Linked DNA regions of Triticum aestivum: region 1 is linked to region 2. Evidence: chromatin contacts called from public Hi-C data. All regions are on one chromosome and are shown on one strand. Each heading gives the region's core, a stretch centred on a gene start, on an enhancer-like site or on the middle of the called end of the contact. The rest is flanking DNA. Distances are from core to core; before and after follow the strand shown.

Region 1 (4,730 bases), core at 1,719-4,218, 260 kb after region 2:
AGTTGCTTGGGTCATGCGGATAGAAACCTTGCTCAATAATTCTCCAAAGATTAGTATTAACATGGTTTAAATGACGTTTAAAGTGATAGACCCAAGAGTCAAAATCCCCATTTTTCACAATCTTAGAAGGAGGACCAACATGATTCAAATGAGTGGAGGGAATCGGTCCTCCATAAGTAAGTGGGGGTTCAACATGGGCAAAGATGCCGCTACCATTTCTACCACTAGATAAAGGAACTTTATCACAAGAAGCTTCCCCCTTATCGGAGTTAGCATCCGCCACCTTGTTAGTGGGAGCGGCCACTTCCAAGGGTGCGGTGGATAATTTAAGGCCATTAAAAAACTCTTTGAACATGCCTTTGACCTTGGTCGTCATGGAGGTTTTCAATGTGTCCAAACCACATTGAATTCCTCACGTGAGAACGGGGATCCCCCATCAGCCGTAGACGAAGATGGATTCACATCGGAGTGCTCCTCCTCACCGCCTATGGTGTCAACCATACTCTTTGGACGGTAAAGTCCTTAATAAAGAGACGAGGCTCTGATACCAATTGAAAGGATCGATATAGTTCACTAGAGGGGGGTGAATAGGCAACTAACAATTTTTAGCTTTTCTTTATCAAATTAAACTTCGCTCAAAGTAGGTTGTCTAGAAATGCAACTAGGTAAGCAACCTATATGATGCAACAACAATAAGCACACAAGCAAGCAAAGGATATAACACAATATAGCTTGCACAAGTAAAGGTGAGAGATAACCAAAAGTGGAACCGAAGGAGACGAGGATGTGTTACTGAAGTTCCTTCCTTTTGAGGAGAAGTACGTCTCCATTGGAGCGCTGTGGAGGCACAATGCTCCCCAAGAAGCCACTAGGGCCACCATATTCTCCTCACGCCCTCACACAATGCGAGATATCGTGATTCCATTATTGGTGCCCTTGAAGGCGGCGACCGAACCTTTACAAACAAGGTTGGGGCAATCTCCACAATTTAATTGAAGGCTCCCAACGACACCATGAAGCTTCACCATAATGGACTATGGCTCCACGGTGACCTCAACCGTCTAGGGTGCTCAAACACCCAAGAGTAACAAGATCTGCAAGGGATTAGTGGGGGAATCAAATTTCTCTTGGTGGAAGTGTAGATTGAGGCCTTCTCAACCAATCCCTAGAGAATCAACAAGTTTGATTGGCTAGGGAGAGAGATCGGGCGAAAATGGAGCTTAGAGCATCAATGGAGCTTGGAGGTGGAAGAGGTAGTCAACTCGGAGAAGAAGACTCCCCTTTTATAGTCAAGGGACGAATCCAACTGTTATCCACTTAACCAGCCCGCGACTTGCGGTACTACCACACCAGACAAGCGGTACTACCGCAAGGGGTTGCGGTACTACCGCAAGGCGGTGCGATACTACCGCACCCACGGTAGACACCAGAGGAGGCCCTTTTGCGTTGACGCTGCGAGCAGTAGAACCACCAGAGCGGTATTATCGTGCGCCCTTGCGGTACTACCGCAAGGCAGGGTTTGACTGGGCTGGGAAGGCACGGATGAATACAATTACATCTGTGACTACTTCCGCTGAGTTTAGATCGGTGCAAAAATCCGACACAGTACTACCACATCTAGGGAGCGGTACTACCGCATAGGGCGCACATGTAAAAAATTACATCCGCCCCTACTTTCGCGCGGGTAACAGTACTGGGCCTGAAGTCACGGTACTACCGCGAGGAGGTGCAGTACTACTGCATCCCCAAAGGGTACTACCGTGAGCCTCTGCGGTACTACTGCTCCCTTGAGCAGTACTACCGTATGCTACAGTACACTACCACTTGGAGTCGTCATTTTGCAAAGACACGGATAACAGAACGGTGCTCCAAGAAGGCAAGGGGAAAGGTGGTGCAAAGGAACAAATGTGTACTTGATGATCCCACCCTAACCTTTCCGAAACAGACCCCCTCTTAATAGTACGGTTTCCCTACGACTCAAATCCACCAAAGGGAAACGTAGAAAAACATCGTCTTCACTAGACTCCGAGGGGCATCGAACCGTCTTGTGCCAACACAGGAGATATCTGAAATGCTGAAAGCACAATAATCCGCAAAAGCATTGTCATTAATCATCAAAACTACTTAAGAAGAAATATGCCCTTACAACAGCTTGTGAAACCCAAACCAATAGCCTCACCGGTTTAGTTAGCAGTCCATTTTCTTAACCTATGATCTAAACCTATCGTTGTCTTAGGACCATAAGTGCGCAAGAGATGGTTGATCACACGAAGTGCAATGGCATCCATCCCATCCATCCCCAAGTACCGTTGCACCTTTTTAAGAAACACTAAGTACAATATATAGACACACAAAACTACTACTAAAGACTATAATCACGGAGCTTTAATACTATAGATCATGATAAAAAATGCATTGACGAGACATCAAATCATCAAAACGCGAGATTGGAGTCGTGGAGATTTAAGATCAATGAAATCACTACTCGCACCTCATTGTCAACAAAATGCTGCCTCACAATAAAAGAAAATCCACGTTAATACGACAGTAAATCGCCAAAACGTCGCCTTTCAATAAAAAAATAATCCGCATTAATGAGACAGTAAACCATCAAAACACGACTCTCCACTACCCACGGAATCACCGCTGGCACCTCGATGTCGACAGAAACGTCGCCTCGCAATAAATAATATCCTATATTACTGAGGTTAAATCCATGATGGACCACCCACCTAACCATCCAACTATGCTGAGATCTTCTCACTCACTGAAAGTGACTGTTGGTAACTGACATGTGGACCCGCCAGGTGGCAGGCCCCACGTATCAGCCACCAAAGTCAGGGCGCGCAGTACACTCCTCACCGAATGTGCGCCCCATCCAACTGAACCTTTTTATGCAACGGGGAAACCAATGCGGCCGAGCAAGGAGACAGTGGCGCCACCCGCCGCTTTCCCAGTCCTCTCCCCCCCCCCCCCCCCCCCCCCCCCCCCTCCGCCCCGCTCCAAAAACCACGCCGCGCCGCGCTTCGCCGCCGTCAGCGGCCATGGACGTCGCCCCCGGCGAGGAGCCCCCAGCGGCGCCCTCTGGTGAGCATCCTCCTCCCCCTCCTCCCCTCCCTGGACGTGACGTGATCCCACCGTGGCGGGTTTTCTGCTACGTCTACGCCGGTGGTATCGGGTCTGGCCTCGCGCGCGACCGGCGGGGCTTTCGCGTTGGCATAAATAGGGTCAGTGCTGCATTTGCGTTCGCGTTGGTGGGAAGATGGGTTGGCCTGGGTGGATTGGGATTCATGGCGGTCCGGGATTCTGTCAGGGTTGGACGGGGCTGAGAAGATTGCGTACCACCATTTTTCACGGGGTCACTTTTGCTCCAAGTCTGGACAACAAAAAAGGGGTCAGTTACGAAAGGGATTTAATATCTTATTTATATAATTCCAAAAAAACGAAAGGGATTTAATGTCTTATTTATATAAATAGAAGGGATTTAATATTTGGGTTGACTAGTTTGCGCTTCACATGTTTGGAGCGCAAATGCTCACTAGAAATGTTCCCCGTGCTGGATGGCAACTCTTTGTCCTCTCCTGCTTGAATCGAGCGAAGTTCCTGCCAGTGTTTTTTTAGTCGGAGGAAATACCACTGTAATAGTTTACTGAAACACAACTCAAGGAAACTCAGTTTCCATTTCCTGTACGTGTCATGCACCCTAAATCGATGCTTCCCTGTTGTGCCAAACCATAGAGAATGGTGTATGCTTATAGTTTGTATTGTTTTTTATTTTTTGAACAGTCACGGTGTATGTGTGTGAGGGGAGGGGAGCTCTGCAAGTACCATTTTAAGCCTGTTTTGGAGCTGTTTTTTTGGACTTCTTTTGTTTAGCTTGAGAGCCAAGGTGAGGGGAGAGGTTGATTGCCACTAAATCCATCCATTTGACATTGAAGTTTGGGTTATTTGCCTTGTTGTGTTCTTCTTTTCTTTAGTCGCTCTTTTGGCTGGGCATTCTGAGCATGATAGAAGCAAAGAACAGTTTCTGAGTTTGTACTAATGCATACTGTAGATGTTTTTGCTAGTGTATGGCTACTAGCTTTATGCATCCTCTGTTCCTGAAATCACGGCGTAGATTTTCTTTTTCCGTTTTTCAGTGAAAGAAGGTGCAAGCTTAGTTTTGCACCACAATTTCTGAACCCTCCTGTCATGACACCACGATTACAGGCACACGTTCCCGCATCCTAGTCTCCACTTATCCCATGTCTCCTGCACTCTTATACTTCCTACTTCCTTTTTCCATCATGCTCGTCGTGTTGCTCGACACCCTGCTCGGCTTGCTCATTGGTGTGGGCACCTGACACCCTTTGTGGCCACTCTGCATCTGCCACTGGCAAAGCCTAGCTGGGTACACCCTCAGCGGCTGTCAATGCCAAGGATATTGACCTCGGCCAGTGTGCTCGTGTGTGCCCAAGGTCAAGTCTGGCGTGAAGTTCTCGCGCCGGCACTGCCACGGTCTCGATCCGGTGTGACCATTCAGCAAAGACAAAGGAGTGAGTGCCAAGCTCCATGGTTTAGGTCCATAAAGAATCATCATAAACAGAGTTGGAAGAGAATTAAGGAGTGGAACACTCTTAGTCAAAGCTCCATGGTTTAGGTCCATGGAAGATTGGAGAAGAGAGTGGTGACCATGGTGTTTGGGAAGGTTGTTTTTATAGGTTAACTACAAAATTGGACTTGTATAATCA
Region 2 (4,943 bases), core at 1,547-4,046:
TACAGAATCTAAAAGAAGCATTTTTACACAATGTTCCAGCAACTGCTTGCTGATTCTTTTGGGGTTTCAGGATGTAAATATCATGTGCTGGGTAAACCACACGTATGCAAGATTAAAATAAAACTGAACTAGCCATGTAGCACCTTGATGTACACAATACAAATTGAACACTGTTAATTATATCACTGTTCATTCAAATTGTCAGCCCATAGAAACTGGTCTTCGTAAAGAGATTGAAGAGTTAATCTGCCGGCATGACCAAACAATGGATATGCAGCTTGAGTTTCAGTTTGCATCTTCATAAATTAAAAGCTATCAGTCTGTATACCAACAGATATCATAAAGAAATCTATCTGATTATCTTCACAAGTAAGCAATAGAAAATCAACCTTTGAAGATAAAGCTAAGCTGCACTTTGGAAATTAAACTAATGACAGGAACCAAGAAAACATAGCATATCATCACCTGATCAATGTTCCTGATGATTACTCCTCCGGTGCCTCCTCAGAATCCGAGAGAGGTAACAGGGTTCCCAATCCAATGACATGTCCATTCAGGCATACAAAGTACTCCACGGAATCATCGTAAGCACCCAGCCTGGCGGAAGCACTAGCCGGCATCATATCAGCATGCAGCATGTTCCATAGCTTAGCCTTGCAATAGGGGCAAACCTCCATTGGATGGAACCTAGCCTGCTTCTCAATCAGGATCTTCTTGACCCTTGAAGTGGCAAACGACTTGAAGATGCCACGGAAAAAACCCAGGTCGCCTTCTTCCCCCTGGTCGAGATGTTCGCACGGATCGGACACATACAAGACATCCATCCTACACTGCAGAGGCAGGAAGCTCTTGCCTGCGGTCCTTGAAAAGCGCGTCCTGAACACAAAGTGGCCGGGGACATGGATGTTCCCGAACAAGCCCCCCTTTGTGCAGCCATTGCAGTAGATCAGCAGCTTTCCGAGCGCCTTCCAGTTGCCGTCGACAATGTGGCTGCCGTCGGAATGCAGATCTAGCATCATCTTGGGCGCCCTGGCATGGCAGAACTCCTTCCACAGCACCTGCTTGGCGACCTCGTCGAACCACTTGCAGACGCAGGAGAGGTTGGCGATCAGCCTGGGGTTCCAGTTCATGTGGCGGAAGACAAGGAACAGCGCGTCCTCGCTGAGGTGGCCCTTGGTGCAGGAGCAGGAAGCCGAGTGCGTGCAGCGGTGCTGCTTCACCACCAGCACCATTTCCGGCAGCCAAAATCACTCCAGTATCGACCGACGCCTACCTCCCCATGCGACCCCGCCTCTTTTCCTGCTTGGATTTAGCAATTCAGTCACATGAAGAGCATTCCATTCAATCGCTACTTACTTACTAACTGCTATAACAGATCAGATAGAGGTTAATCCGCCCTCGGCAGCTACGAGACAGCTAACCGCTCCGGCACCGGGGGACGGATCTAGGTGATGCGCGGGGCGCACACCCGAAATTTCTCGAAGCTAATCCCGATGAGGTGATCATCGGATGACTAGAAAGCTCATACCTCGAAAGCTACCGCCCAAGGCCGCGGACGGGGTGGGAACAGCAGGGACGCGACGGGGTAGAACGGGGACGGCGACGGCGGCCGCGGCGGCGGGGAGCGCGAGAGCCGTCGGCGGCGGCGCCGAGCTACGGCGCGGCGGTAGGTCTGGGGGTCGGCGGTGGCGGAGCGAGTGAGATATTTTTAGAGCCGCATTGGGTGGGATTGGAGGTCGGGTAGGGCAGGAGCTTGAGAGCGGCGTGCGGAAGGAAGGGATCGGGGATGAAGAGGAAAGGGACGGGGGAGGGCGGAGGGGAGAAAAAGTCTGGCGGCTGCGGGGGAGTGGAGACTGGCTTTCGACGGCCCGGATCGTTCGGCCGGTGGATGGAGGGCTGAGATTGGACCGACCCGAGAGGAAGCAGACGATTTTCGTGTGGTCATTCGGGGATGGATGAGTTCTTGCATGTTTTCTTTCGCCGTTTTCATCAATTTTTATTAATTTCTGCAGGGGGTTCATTTATTTACTTTTATTAGCTTGGTAATTTCCACACTCATAAAAACAGCTTAGTGGTTTTTCCTCGATATCATCCGACTCCCAGATATAGCTTCATCAGCCCGTGAACAATTTTCTTTAACTACATTCACGCTACTATCGCAAACTCTATCCCTAAAGATAAATCTGCATTAAGTAGGAATATAATGAAGCACACGTCTTTGATAAGAAATAGCCACGGTATTAGGGCATGCCTTACGCGTGGCGCTAACAGCTACGATAGGATAGATTCCGTACACCATCTATTGGATTATGGAGTCAGGCACGACATCGATGCAGGATAAGGCGGTGGGTGCTTGGCCCTTTCTCAAACCGTTTGATGCAACGGGCGCTGATTTTTTGGGCTATCGGTGCCTTAATTAACCACTAACGTCGAGGGAGGGGGCGTTACACATACTCTTAATATAACCAAGTGAAACGCATACAGAGCATTGCAGTGGATTTTTGGAGAAATCCTAACAAATCATTCTATCTCGAGTGCGTCTCATTTTCAAACTCAAACCATTGCAAATTCCATTGCTCTTGTAGTACTCTATTCCACAGAATTCACCATACGGCAACCGCACCTAGAAACCCCGCCGCAGCGGCCGACAGAATCAAGAATGCGCACGCGTTGGCACAGGAGACACCGTGGCAGGCTGCTCGCTGCGGTTGATGAAATCCTATCAGCCAAGTGGACGGCAGGTGCCCACTTGGTCTCTCCAAGTGGCCAACTCGGCAACTGGCAACCGCAACCGTACCGCGTCCGTCAATCGCTTTCGCTCGCGCGCTGCGTTGCTCGCCACCATCGTCGCCCGCTTGCACGCTCCCAGCAAGAGACCCGGCAGGCTATGCTGGCCTGGTAAAAAGCCCACGTATCATAGCGGGCCTCATCGAGGAACAGCACACAACACACGTGGGCTCTAGCATCCACCTCAAAGAAAAGAAAAAAAACATGGGCTCTAGCACCTCACAGTGCGTTCGTAGCCTGCAATGCAGAGAGAGAAAAAATACGCGCGTACCCTGCAGATTCACAAGCTCCTGAAACTGAAAGAGGAAGAAATGATTTGAATCAAGAGCTGATCCAACACGCAGGGGCACCCGTAAAGCACATGCATATAGACACTTACGAATTCGCGATGCACGTATGGACTAATATTGATCACCGCATATATACAGTGATGAAAAGAAAAGAATTCTCCTACAGAATAGGTACTTTGTAGATCTAAATCGCCAGCACACAACATAGTATAAAACACTAACCTAAGATAAATATATCTTATCCCTAACTATACCGAAACTAGTGGAGTATGTGGTTGACAACTAATTCATCATCTTGATCGGACTTCATATCGATGGATCATCTTGCTTCTACAGTCATGGCTCTGCAAAGGATAGAGAGAAAAAAAACACGTGTCAGACTGTGGATCATACGACAAATTAACACTAGCTAGCATGGCCAAATTATTATTTAGTGAAGGCAGAATTTCCGAAGGAAACGGTAGTTACTTGGAGATGGGGCTGCTGGAGCGGTAGGAGGGTCCAGTGGTGGCACCGGCGCCGCTGTCATAACATCGACAAAAATTCAATCTTCCTCCGGTCATGCAGGTAATTCACAAAATAACAATGCCAAAAATAGAAACATAATACAGTAGTGAAGATCGGCTACGATGACTTACTGGCGCACTGTGCAAGCGTCTGCATTGGCAGCGGGACGGCGCAGTTTCCCGGGAGGGACATCATGCGCATGAAGTCCATGGGGGCGGGCATGATCTTGTTGATGTCGCCGTTCAGGCCGTGGCAGAGGCAGATGGGGGCGTTGTCCACCAGGGACTTGAAGGCGCCGCAGCACGCGGCCGGGGGCGTCGCCACGCTGGTGTTGGTCAGGTAGCCCATGCATGGCGTCAGTCCCATCAACGGCGTCAGGCACTCCGTGGGCTGGGACGGCGGGGTAGCGGGCGAGGCCGGGGCTGGTGGTGGGGTGGCCGGCGGTGGAGAAGCAGGGACGGATGGGGTTGGGTTGCTGATCACTGGGCTCGGCGGCGGCGGGGAAGCAGGGACGGATGGCGGTGGGTTGCTGATCACTGGGCTCGGTGGCGGCGGGGAAGCTGGGACAGACGGGACAGATGGGGGTGGGTTGCTGATCACCGGGGTCGGCGGCGGCGGTGGGGAAGCTGCGGGGGGAGGTGGCGATGGCTTAACAATCGGGGCGCACGCGGGCTTGACTCTGATGGCGGAAGACGGCTGCGCGGCCGCGAGCAGGACGGCCAAGGCGAGGAGCAGGGCGGCGGCGGGCTTGGATGGCGCCATCTCGTGCATGCGCTGCGCGGAGGTTTACGGTCGGCTACTGGGTTTGCGGTCTGTGGTGCGAAGAACCAACGGGGTGCATGACGGCCATTTTATAGGAGGGAATGGGGACGAGATAGGGCGTTTGAACAGCACTGGTCGATCGCATCAACATGGGACTCTTCGTTTTGTTTTGTGTCACTCTTATCTTAGTCGATCTTAGATACGGCGTTTGAACGGCATTGCCTGCATTAAAATGGAGGCGGCAACGGCAAAACCAGGTGTTGGAGCGAAGGACTCCTCCAGTTTACGGGATATAACAAGATATCACCCTGCCATTGCGGCTGCAGATAAATGGTTAAGAGTAAAAGTTCACGGGATATACCAGCGTTTGAACTGAGACTTGCAAATCTGCTCAAAGTCGTCTGTTCGAACCTAAAGTCGGCGTGTGCTTGGGCCTCGATCGGGGGTGTTGGACGCTTACAACTCCCTTCTGGCATATCCGCTGAAAAATATGGTCACCAACCAAACACCCAGATCACCCAGATGAGGGAAAAGTCACGTTTAAACCTTCAGTATCAAACGTATTGATTGGGTCAGATCAAAGAGCAACAGGTGATC

Evidence for each region. Hi-C and Micro-C count contacts between places; a contact is called where the count stands out from the background.
Region 1: a Hi-C map of leaf shows a contact between it and region 2, with 5 times the contacts expected there. The contact joins the promoter of LOC123044333 here to the enhancer-like site in region 2. A contact is called at or near these places in 2 of 5 Hi-C or Micro-C datasets (both in leaf).

What each region holds. Positions count from the first base shown.
Region 1 is chr2B:198,147,565-198,152,294 of IWGSC CS RefSeq v2.1, forward strand. LOC123044333 (protein CHROMATIN REMODELING 35) reads left to right here and starts at 2,969. Exons shown (of 7, transcript XM_044467039.1): 1 at 2,969-3,087. The coding sequence starts at 3,045.
Region 2 is chr2B:197,884,350-197,889,292 of IWGSC CS RefSeq v2.1, forward strand. It overlaps the pseudogene LOC123044331. Among protein-coding and RNA genes, the nearest start is that of LOC123044332, 22 kb to the right of the region's middle. Within about 2 kb of position 2,797, at least 5 of the 8 cell types and tissues checked have an H3K27ac peak or open chromatin away from gene starts, as enhancers often do. A contact at or near this core is called in leaf, where this site is marked.